Regions from separate parts of the Gossypium arboreum genome. Here all the other regions are linked to region 1. The links are chromatin contacts, called in public Hi-C maps. All regions are on one chromosome and are shown on one strand. Each heading gives the region's core, a stretch centred on a gene start, on an enhancer-like site or on the middle of the called end of the contact. The rest is flanking DNA. Distances are from core to core; before and after follow the strand shown.

Region 1 (4,248 bases), core at 122-2,621:
TGTACTAAATATTATTCATATATATAATAATTTTTTTATGTTACAAAGATTTTCTTTTGAAATTTATTCGATATTAAATATAGGTAGAGCAATAATGAACTTGTACTGTAATACTATTGAATATGTGTTTGATCCTTAGATTTATAGTTTTAAATTATTTTATTTAAATACGATATAAAATATGAAAAGATAAAAATATCATAATAATAAATTAATTATAGTTTAAAAGAAAAAATACTTCTATAATTTTATAATTAAGTTGACGACTCAATTAATAATAATATCGATACAATAAAGTGTTTAAATATAAGTATTAAATTAAAATTATTATATATATATATATATATGAAAAATAATGTCACAAATTAAATAAAATTTATATCAAAGGGTGAAGAAAAAGGATTTGTGCATTCAAAATTTCATCGAGAAGGCTTATGAAATCGATTTAAAGGTTTAAATTATCTTATTAGAGGTAATTCACCATCCAAAAGTTTAACTTACATGCAACTTAAGTAAAGTATTACACTACTCAAATTCAATTCGTTTAATAATTCAAACTCATCCTCAAATCAATAATAATAATAAATCTATTATTTTTGAAATAAATATGATTAGTTAAAAATTTAGTCAAGGACGAAGTTAGAAAATTTATCAAGAAATAACCGAAAATAATGTATAATTTTATAAGAATTAAAATATAATTTCACTATTTAATATATTTTATCTTTATATGAGCTAAAATTTTATTATTTTACAGAGAAAAATATAAAATTACCATGTACTATTTTAAAATTTTATAAATTTCAAAAAGTAAACCATTTTAGGGAGGATAAACCCTACCTACGTTTCTGCTACCGCCCTTCATTTCAAGGTAAGCAAGAAATAAAAACCAATTCGAGCCATCACATTATTTGGAATATAAATTTAAAATTACGGTTGCTAAAATTAATTTAATTTAATTTTTATTTAATTAGTATGATGTGAAAATGATGATTCTATATTAAAATTAACTTAAAAGTGTTATATAAAATTATTTTTTGAAATATAATATATAAGAGTTATGATTAATTTTTATTTACTTGAATTTTAAGAAATATTTATAATTTATTTTAAAAATTTTACAAAACAATATTTAAAAACTATAAAATAAAGATAATATTATTAAAATAAACTCCAAAACCTAAAATTAAAACCGAAATGAATTATGAAGATAGTAAAAAAAAACTCCGAGGAATCAAATTGGGCCGTAAAACAGTTAAAAAGGCTAAAAAATCTCAAGTCGGACCGGATATTAGACACGTGGGTAATTGGCCCATTTACGTTAAGATTCTAAAAATCGAACTCGACGACAGCTCCTCTATATATACCCCTGGCCTCTGCAACCAAATTTCAGTTTAATTTGTCGCTCGTTTTCCAGCACTTAAATAAAATTTTCACAATTTTTTTATAAAAATTCAGATAAATGTATATTTTTTAATTTTAATTTTTTTCTGTTAATTTCCCTCTTTTATTAACCATCAAACCGAAATTTTGTTCTTTCCTCTAATTCTTTTCTCTCTCAGTTCAATCCCCAAAGCCCTTAAAGAACTTCATGGGTTTAGGTTAGGTTAAATTGTTCTGGGTTTTCTTCAGTTTTCTTCGATTTGCAGAAATAAAGAAATATGGGTCACTCTAGCTTCCCAGGTCTTCAATTTCACATATTTTTTCACTTTCATTTCCTTTACTTTGGATTGAATTGTAAAGCCCCATTTGTTTTTTATTCTTTTGAGCAGATGAAGATGACGATGAAGAAGAATACGAGGAGGAAGCTGGTGGGAGTAATCGGCTTCTGGGTTTTATGTTTGGAAATGTCGATAACTCCGGTGATCTTGATGCTGATTATCTTGATGACGTAAGTTTTCTTTTATAATTTGATCCCCTTTTCTTCTCGGAGCTTAAATTGTTGGCAATTTATGCGTTTATGAAGCCTTTAAAGTTCGTTCTTTGCTTACTTTGTATGTTAAGTAGTATGTGGAATCCCAAGTTCTTGATGGGTTTGGAATGTGCAACACTTCGCCTTTTTGGTGGAGCTGGGTTTGGATGAGGGCATAGGATAAAATGAAGCTGATGTGAGGAAGGAGAGTGCAACAGTTTGCCTTTTATGCTTCTTTTTGTTTTTGCTGGAGAAGTAAATGTACTTATTTTAGTGTTTAAGGAGCAATTAGGATTTAGGCTTATATTAATTTGGATTTTGCACCTGAAGAGTGGTGGAACGGAAGCATCTTGATGCTGCAGTGAACTATTTCTAATTGAGTTTAGAATGAAGTGCATGGTGTGCAAAAGTTCATTTGATTTGATGAATCGCTAAATGTAATTTAAATACAGAGAATAACCATGTTTTTTATAAACTCGCTTGTTCTGCAAATTCCTGTCAAAATCAACTCCATTAAATATGAATCAAGTTAATGAAACTCTTACAAGTTTGGAGAAATAAACTCGCCAATCTCATCTAGTTCAATTACAAGACTCAAGCCATGTAAAATAAAGGCCATAGAAAAGAATGTTCTGTAACTAAATTAGGATAAAATTCAGACTAGTGAACCCAAGCAAATTAGTCGAAAGCACTAATGATACTGACACATCATTTAACATTTAAACTAACAAAAAAAAAAAAACTTGTGGCACTGGATTATATATGGGAATTATAAATGATGTAATAATTATTTGAGGTTAGCTTCCTTTGGATCTGAAGGACTTTGTCTCTGTTAAAGGACCCACGATTTCGCTTCATACTTCTTAGCTCTTCCTGAACCTGATAAACCTTGCAAGAGATAACATGCTAATTCGGCTTGCACTGTCTATTTAAGCTGTTAGTTTGATGTTTGGCTGAGGATTTTCATTTTCGTACTGTTTTTTCCCCTGTTAAGTATCTTTTTCTTCTTAGCAGCTTCATTACAGATAACAAACTTTATTTCTTCCAGGATGCAAAGGAACATCTCGCTGCGGTAGCAGACAAGCTGGGTCCATCTCTTACAGATATAGATGTATGTTGTTCTATTATGGGTTATCTCTTCCCCCTAAGAATCTATGATTCATAATAAATAAATAAATAAATCTAATGCAGGCTATAATAAATAAATAAATAAATCTAATGCAGGCTATCTTCTATAGTGTTTCATTATTATTTTTAAGTGAGGGCTTGTTTTGCTAATGACACTGTTTGATTGTCAGTTGTCAGAAAAATCACCGCACACTCCAGCTGATGCCGCTGACCAAGGTGATGTTGTATGGCTGGGAAATCTATCTCATGCATTTTTGATGTTCTGTTAATTTGTTTGTTTCTTCAACTTGTTGACCATGCTTTATTTATGCTGGCTCCGTATGAATAATCTTTAAGATGCTTTATGGGAACTTCTCTGCCTGTTGACTGAAGTTAGTGTTTGGTGATAAAAAGCCCACTTGATACTTGATGGAGCTGTTTTCCTGGTCTTGAGTCTACTTTCTGAATGATAGTTGATTCATTTTTACTTAATGAAGGATTCGACTGGAAACTTTTTCATTTTACTGTCGGGGGTACTGATTTCTGATCGAATTAGTGTCGTGATTATAAAAATGATATTGGAAAGTTAAAAGTTTCCTTTATTAATGTGCTTGAATGCATATGGCATTGTCCGGGCATAGAGTGAGAGCTAGTTTCAACTGCAAACCATAATGTTTCTAGGAAACTTAGTGCTTACAGAATAACTTTTGATTGGGTATAGATTCCATGATTTGCTTTCCCTAACTACTACTGAACTGGTGGCTAGGCGGCCTTGTAAAGGCTGCTTTGCATTCATGAGCAATTACCCTCAGCCAAAAACCATAAGAATGATATAATGAAGCATAGAATATTTGCTATCATGCTTGCATAAGCCAGTTCTTGAGATTGAAAATCAAAAAGGGTTTTAAATTTAATGCCCCAGCGGAGCCTACTATTTTGGTCTTGTCTCCTATTGGTAATCCTCATAATTCTGAGTGATTTTCTTAGTTTTTTTCCTTTCATCAGGATACGTGCCTCTATGTGTGATGTGTTTCTTCTATATTTGTTATTTTCTGGAATGTAGATTACTCATTTTTAATCTTTTTATTAAAAGGCTATGGAGGCTATATGTCATTGCTTGGACAAGTTGTGTTGCTCAAAGGGTTTTATGCCTCACAACAATCTGGTGTCTATCACTCGTCTAATATTCTGATTATGTGTTCAATGTGGTTTCTCTATGATAGATTATG
Region 2 (4,093 bases), core at 167-2,666, 170 kb before region 1:
AGAGCTAAAATAAACTTTTTTGTAAAGTTGGAAGATCAAAAAGACATTATTCATTTTTTAATGATAAAGTGTGAACACTTATTAACTATCATAATATTTATACTTTATTTAAATTCTTAAGTGTATTACTATTACGAGTTATTTAAACACCAACTCAATTGAAAATTAACTAAAATATCCTTTAAAAGTAACAAATATTATTATTAAATTATTTTCATTTTATATAAAACCTTATAAAACAATTTAAACCTATAATAAATATGTCAATGATGGACTTCAACCTAGAATATTAAGATTTTCAATGTTTCAATTTTGCTATTCCAACCAATAATTAATTTAGTTTTTATATAAATTTTTTATAAATATATTTATATAATATTTTTCAGGTTAATGTAATTTAATAGAACTATATTTATGATGTAGACATGCATCAAATATCAATTTTATCAAAGTGGAAGTTTCCTCGTAAACAAGTCGCACCAGGCTATGGTAGAAAAGTCCAATAACTTTGATCACATAGACCCCTAGTCAGTACGATATTGGAAAACATTACCCTATAAATATCTCCACTGCCTCAATCCCTCTGCTCACATCAAACTTCCCTCTCATCCTTTGAAAATGAAGTCCTTAGCTATGGGAAAAAAGCTACTAACATCTGTTCTCGTAGGACTAGTAGTTGCTTCAGCTATAACCCAAACCGTGTTGGCTCAAAACTGTGGTTGTGCGCCAAACTTGTGTTGCAGTCAACATGGTTATTGCGGTCAGGGTAACGATTACTGTGGCACTGGTTGCAAAGAAGGCCCTTGTTTCTCCAAGTCTTCCACTGGTGCTTCAGTTGCCTCCATTATTTCACCTCAGTTCTTCAACGGGATAATCAGCCAAGCTCGTGCAGATTGTGCAGGCAAGAAATTCTATACACGATAAACTTTCCTGACTGCACTTGATTCCTTTCCCGATTTTGGAAAAATGGGTTCTGATGTTGAATCCAAGCGTGAGATTGCTGCTTTCTTTGCCCATGCCACCCATGAGACTGAATGTAAAGCTCTTTTTCCTTTGAAGTGAACTAAACCACAGATTCAAAGCCAATTATATAGTCCTAAATCTGCTGTATTTGTATATATTCCTATTTTTGCAGTCTTTTGCCATACAGAAGAACAGGATAAAAGTGATAGCCACTGTGACACCACCAAGCCAGAGTTCCCATGTGCACCAGGGAAGTCCTACTATGGTCGAGGACCGCTCCAGCTTTGATGGAATTATAACTACGGGAAAGCAGGGAATGCTTTGACGCTGGACTTATTGAAAAATCCTGAAATGGTGGCCAATGATCCTGTTGTCTCATTTAAGGGTTCATTATGGTACTGGATGGCCGCTGTCCGCCCCGTCATCGGCCGAGGGTTCGGAGAAACCATCAAAGCCATCAATGGCAGGGTTGAATGTGGTGTTACAGCTGCAAAAGACAGAGCTCAGCATCGAATTCAGTTTTACACCGATTATTGTAAACGATTTGGGGTTGATCCAGGACCCAATGTGTCTTGTTAGAGTTTCAGCGATGTTTTCAGCTGTTTTTCTAGCAGTATAATACGAAAAAGTAGGGGCTTGAAGGCTACTGATGCTGTTGAGTAGCTTATGATTTTCCCAGACCTGCTATAGAATAAAATAAAGGGAAATATGCGTCCTTTTTTCTTAATATAGACAAACAATTTTCTTTTTACTTGATAGATGGATAAGGCTTTTAAGTTAATAAGTGGTTTAGTTAAAGTAAGGTGGACCATCATTTTTCTTACTCCCTCCTAATTTTGGGTTGCCCTTCATTCATAATTTTTAGTGTTCTCTCATAAGCCTTGCCATTAAATTTTCTGCTATGCTTTCGTACTATTTTCTCGTAATTTTTGGAATGCTATTAAAATTTCTAGTATGCTTTCAAAATAAAATTTTGAATTATATCAGACAAATATTTCGCATACTAATAACATTTAAAATTTTAAAAATAATAAAACAAAATTTATTAGACCAACCAATATTTAGTAGTCTCTTATCATTTTTTTTTATATTCCCCACCAAGGAAAAACAAAAAGTTTCTTCTTACTAAATTTGTTTCAGTTATTTAATTTTTAATATTTTAAAAAATTATCCTCAAATATTTTTTCCTTACAAAATTTAGCATGAAAAATAATAATTTAAAAGTTATTAAATTTTTTCGTTACATAATCCTATTTAAATTTCTTAATATTTAAAATTAATATTTTATACTCCAAAATTATATCTCAACCAAATCATCATTTCAAAAATATATAAAACATTTTGAGGATATATTAAAAAATGAAAAAGAATACCAAAAAATTGAGAGAATATAAAATTAAAAGAAAGTACAAAATAACATAAGGAGCCACAAAACTTATGAGGTAATACTAGAAAATTTGAGAAAGTACCAAAAAGAACTTGAACAACCAAAAAAGAAAATACGTGACGGAAGAAGTACTAAAAATTATGAAGAAACACCATGAGAAATTACAAAAAGAAATATAAGGAAGCACCAAAAAATCTATGTATAAAAAAATTAAGTGAGAACACCAAACAAACATGAAACAGTAGGAACTACCAAAAATAATGAGAAAATAACAAAAAAATCTAAGTACAAAAAATTTTGAGGAAGTACTATTATGAGAGAATACCAAATAACACGAGAGGATACCAATTTTTGTTTGTCTCAAAACTTTTTCATTTATTTAATTTTTAGTATTTTTAAAAATTATCATAAAATATGAATTTTTAGTACCAATTTTAGTATTAAAAATTATAATTTCACAGTTACAATTTTTTTCTTTATAACATCTCATTGAAATTTCTTAATATTTAAAAATAATATTTTTATTTACTTTAAAATTATATATCGTATCAAACTTTCCTTTCAAACAATATAAAAATTATGATAGAGTGCAAAAAAATACAAAGAAGTATCAAAATTTATGAGCGAATACAAAAAAAATGAGGAAGTCCCAAAAGTTATGAGGATGTAAATATATGAGGATGCATAAAAATATGAGGGAATACAAAAAAATATTAGAAAGTACCAACAATTATGAGAGAATACCATAAAACTTGAGGAAGTGTAAAAAAAAAAAATGAGTATGTACCGATAATATGATGACGTAAAAATATGATGATGTACCAAAAATATGAGAGAATGCCAAAAAAAACATGAGGGGATACTAAAAATATGATGAAGTACTAAATATTATAAGAGAATACCATAAAACTTGAGGAAATACCAAAAAAAATGAGAAAGTACAAAAAATTATGAGAGTGTAACACCCCAATCCCAACCTAGTCATTATGGCCGAATCTGGTGGAGTTACATCAACTCATTTGAAAAACTAATTCAAAATCTAGCTTAAAAATCGTGTAATCTAAAATCTTAATTTAGCTAAGCTCATGCGCAGAACTTATTCGTTTCACAAAAAAAATCTTAATTTGATCATGTTTAAATTTTTTTTTCAATGAGTGTTTCGAAAATATAAGTGTGGCAAAACCTCTTACATATTTTACTTACAGTAAAATCACCTAATGATTTATTTAGTTTCGCAATAGAAATTTTAGAGTTTTAATTTTAAAAACCGAATTTTAATTTGGTAAATTGTATGATTATGCAATTTCATGTTAAAATACCACAAACCGACAATCAAGCAAAAACTAAATCAAAGCCCAAAAATGAATTACAATCCCAGAAGTCCAAGAATATTACTAATTGTAAATCACTGTATTTAATTAATTGAGAAAACAATCCAAACTCCCACACGTCGTCCGGTCTTAAGTCGGAAGATTACCTGAAACATATTAAACAAACGAGTGAGTTAGAAGCCCAATGTGACACTCGACCCACAAACAGAATTTTTACTTATAACATACACAAATGTAAATACCAGCACAAAATTTTACTTATAGTGTACACATTACCAGAAACATATGTCAAATCAAAATGTCATATTTCTAGAAACATATACTAGATTAAAATGTCATATTTTCAGAAACATATACCATATCAAAATGTCATAACATATCAGAACAAATCTTACCCCCATCCGTTACACGC
Region 3 (3,933 bases), core at 582-3,081, 220 kb before region 1:
TTAAAATTCAATAGCAATTGGATTTTTACATTTTAGTCATTGAGCTTTAATTAACAGTTTTCTAGGTTAAATTACTTAACTAATCTTCAATATATTTTCATAATAGCTCCGCAAATACTCTCATTTTACCTTTATGGACTCAATTTACGAAAATGAGGTTCCAATTTTTCGACACCATAGGTTCTTATCATATCTACCCATTTTGATACAATGCCTAAACTACTCGTAACCCCTCCCCAAACCTTAAATAGGAAGATAATGCGCTTCAGCACACTCGAATCCACGTCCTCCTACATTGGAAACAATGCCGATACCAATCGAGCTAAGACTCAATCAACGACACTTCATTATTAAGTAAACTTAAAAATTTATATATCCTTAAAATTTTTTTTTTGTTTCACTTATTATAGAATTTTGAAATTCTGTAGAAATTTCAAATTAAGATATTTTAAAATGTACTATTTTAAAATGTTAATATTTGTGATTATTTTGTTTGAATAAATTATTTTAGAAAAAATTAAACTATTAAAAATTTATGAGTTAAAAAAAGAGTAAAATAATAATAATTATATTAAAAATAAATAATATTGTTGAGGTTCTCTCATGTTCTCCCTCTCTTGGAAGTAACTCTTTCATATTTATAAGGCATGGTCCACTTATGTGACGTGTTAGGAGATCGCTAGGTGCCAAGCGCATGACACGTTCACCCTGTAGCTCAACACGTACTTCGAAACGCGTCTATTCCAGTGAGGTGGTTAGATGATCACACTTTGCATGATGTTTGTGATGGGTGGCTTGTGACCTCGCGAGGTGGAGAGGCAAGATGACAACAACAAAATGGCTAAATGGTAACGCCTTGGTGAGGACATCTTCACAAGATGGTGAGGCACTTTGATGGCCTACGAGGTGGGCTCACGAGATAGTACGAGGTGGCAAAGATTGCCTTGCGAAGCGAGAAGGCAACTACTAGCTTGCGAGAGCTCACGAAGTGGCGATGGACGCAAGATGGGCCTCGCGAAGTGACGATGGACTTGCAAGATGGCAAGGCACCATGGCTGGCTCGCGAGATGGGTCGGGCTTCATGTGATTGGGTCGAATTTCGGGTTTCTGAAATATTCTATAACAAATTTTTTTTTGAAAAAAGCAATGCAAAATTATTGTATTTATGAAAATATATAAGTATTTAAATAATATAAATAAGAAAACATATATTAAAATGAAATAAAATAATATTTTGAAGTTTGACTTTTTTTATTTTGTATGGGTATATAAATGAAATAAAATTTTAACAAATTCTGAAAAATAGGACCTTTTGAAAAATTTTATAAAATTTTGAAAATTTCTAGTAATTTTATTCAAATAAGTTAATTTATTTTGGAAATTTTAAAACATTAAAAAATGAAATTTCTTGTTTAAATTTATCAATTTTACTATTTCAACCGATGGCTGATTTATTTTTATAAATATATATATATATATATATATATATATATATATATATATATATATATAAATTTTTCACTTACATTCTAAGTTAGGATAATTTAATAGAGCTATAATTTAATAGAGGATAATTTAATAGAGCTATAATTTAATAGAGCTATATTTATGATGTAGATATGCATCAAATATAAATTTTATTTAAAAGAATAAAAATAATAGATAAAAATAATGTTAAAACAAACAAACAAAACCCAGACTCAATCCAATTTCATAACAATCTTATCAAAGTGGAAGCTTCCTCCTAAACACGTCGCACCAGGCTATGGTAGAAAAGTCCAATAACTTAGGTCACATAGACCCGTAGTCAATACGATATTGGAAAACATTACCCTATAAATATCTCCACTGCCTCAATCCCTCTGCTCACATCAAACTTCCCTCTCATCCTTGGGAAATGGAGTCCTTAGCTATGGGAAAAAAGCTACTAACATCTGTTCTCGTAGGACTAGTAGTTGCTTCAGCTATTACCCAAACCGTGTTGGCTCAAAACTGTGGCTGTGCGCCAAACTTGTGTTGCAGTCAACATGGTTATTGCGGTCAGGGTAACGATTACTGTGGCACTGGTTGCAAAGAAGGCCCTTGTTTCTCCAAGTCTCCCACTGGTGCTTCAGTTGCCTCCATTGTTTCACCTCAGTTCTTCAACGGGATAATCAACCAAGCTCGTGCGGATTGTGCAGGCAAGAAATTCTATACACGACAAGCTTTCCTGACTGCACTTGATTCCTTTCCCGATTTCGGAAAATTGGGTTCTGATGTTGAATCCAAGCGTGAGATTGCTGCATTCTTCGCCCATGCCACCCATGAGACTGAATGTAAAGCTCTTTTTCCTTTGAACTAAACCACGGATTCGAAGCTCATTATATAGTCTTAAATCTGATGTCTTTGCATATATTCCTATATTTGCAGTCTTTTGCTATACAGAAGAGCAGGATAAAAGTAATAGCTACTGTGAAGCCAATCCAAAGTTCCCATGTGCACCAGGGAAGTCCTACCACGGTCGAGGACCGCTTCAGCTTACAGGGAATACTAACTACGGGAACGCAGGGAATGCTTTGAAGCTGGACTTATTGAAAAATCCTGAAATGGTGGCCAATGATCCTGTTGTCTCATTTAAGGGTTCATTATGGTACTGGATGACCGCTGTCCGCCCCGTCATCGGCCAAGGGTTCGGAGCAACCATCAAAGCCATCAATGGCAGGCTTGAATGTGGTGTTCCAGCTGCACAAGACAAAGTTCAGCGTCGAATTCGGTTTTACACCGATTATTGTAAACAATTGGGGGTTGATCCTGGACCCAGTCTGTCTTGTTAGAGTTTTAGCGATATTTTCAGCTGTTTTTCAAGCAGTATAATATGAACAATTAGGGGATTAAAGGCTACTGATGCTGTTGAGTAGCATTTGGTTTTCCCAGAATAAATTTACTGTAGGGTTCCATTTTAAGAGACCTGCTATAGAATAAAATAAAGGGAAATTTATGTGTTTTTTTATACATTTGCCCTACTATGCGTCCTTTTTTCTTAATATACTTAAATTAAATATAAATAATATAGCAATGTAATAAAATCGACAAACAATTTTCTTTTACTTGATAGATAGATAATGTTTCTAAGTTAATAATTGGTTTAGTTAAAGTAAAATTTCAACACGCATTTAGTAATTAGATCTGGGGCCGCTTTATATGGGTTTTTATTTTCATTGCAGTAAATTTAGTTTTTTAGGTCTACAATATTATTATAATATTTAATTTTATTGTTATCGTTACTTTTACAATTTATTATAGATAAATATACTGCCCATCTGAAAGGACTCTTGAAAAGTTATACAAATAACTCATTACAGCTTTTCATAAGTTTTCTTGTATTTGTAAATGAATTACCTTAAAAAATATGAAAAACAAATTCCATCATTTTTATATTCTCTCATATTTTTGTTATTTATTCATAATTTCTAACATAATTTTTAATAATTATTAATAATCCCTCATAATTTTAGTATTTTCCCATAATTTTAGTATTTTCTCGTAAGCCATGCCATTAGAATTTTTAGTATGCTTTCAAAATAAAATGTTGACTTGAAAAATCAATTTTGATATAAAAGAAATATTTTTGCATAATAATAAAATTTGTTTTATATATACTATAAAATAAAAATTAAAAAATAAAGTAAATTTTATAAGAAGAATCAATATTTGGTAGTCTCTTATAATTTTGGTACTTCATCATATTTTTGATACTCACATCATATTTTTTAATATTCTCTCGTGTTTTTAGTACTCCAATAATTATGAGGAAAAACCCAAAAATAAAAGATTCACCAAAAAAAAACATTACGAACTACCAAAAATACAAGGGAATATTATAGGATACCAAATTTGATTCGTCTTACTAAATATGTTTCATTTATTTAATTTTACTTTTTAAAAAAATTATCA

What was found. A called contact is a pair of places that touch in the nucleus more often than the background predicts.
Region 2: a contact with region 1 is called in a Hi-C map of leaf, with 2.9 times the contacts expected there. The contact joins the enhancer-like site here to the promoter of LOC108489097 in region 1. A contact is called at or near these places in 2 of 5 Hi-C or Micro-C datasets (both in leaf).
Region 3: a contact with region 1 is called in a Hi-C map of leaf, with 2.2 times the contacts expected there. The contact joins the promoter of LOC108486906 here to the promoter of LOC108489097 in region 1.

The regions. Positions count from the first base shown.
Region 1 is chr10:36,479,965-36,484,212 of ASM2569848v2, forward strand. It overlaps LOC108489097 (transcription initiation factor TFIID subunit 1), which reads left to right and starts at 1,372. Exons shown (of 21, transcript XM_017793376.2): 1 at 1,372-1,683; 2 at 1,773-1,891; 3 at 2,961-3,023; 4 at 3,211-3,256; 5 at 4,243-4,248. The coding sequence starts at 1,662.
Region 2 is chr10:36,313,940-36,318,032 of ASM2569848v2, forward strand. It overlaps the pseudogene LOC108486905. Among protein-coding and RNA genes, the nearest start is that of LOC108486907, 49 kb to the left of the region's middle. Within about 2 kb of position 1,417, at least 2 of the 2 cell types and tissues checked have an H3K27ac peak or open chromatin away from gene starts, as enhancers often do. A contact at or near this core is called in leaf, where this site is marked.
Region 3 is chr10:36,259,225-36,263,157 of ASM2569848v2, forward strand. LOC108486906 (endochitinase EP3-like) reads left to right here and starts at 1,832. Exons shown (of 2, transcript XM_017791069.2): 1 at 1,832-2,315; 2 at 2,410-2,991. The coding sequence starts at 1,898. The coding sequence ends at 2,813.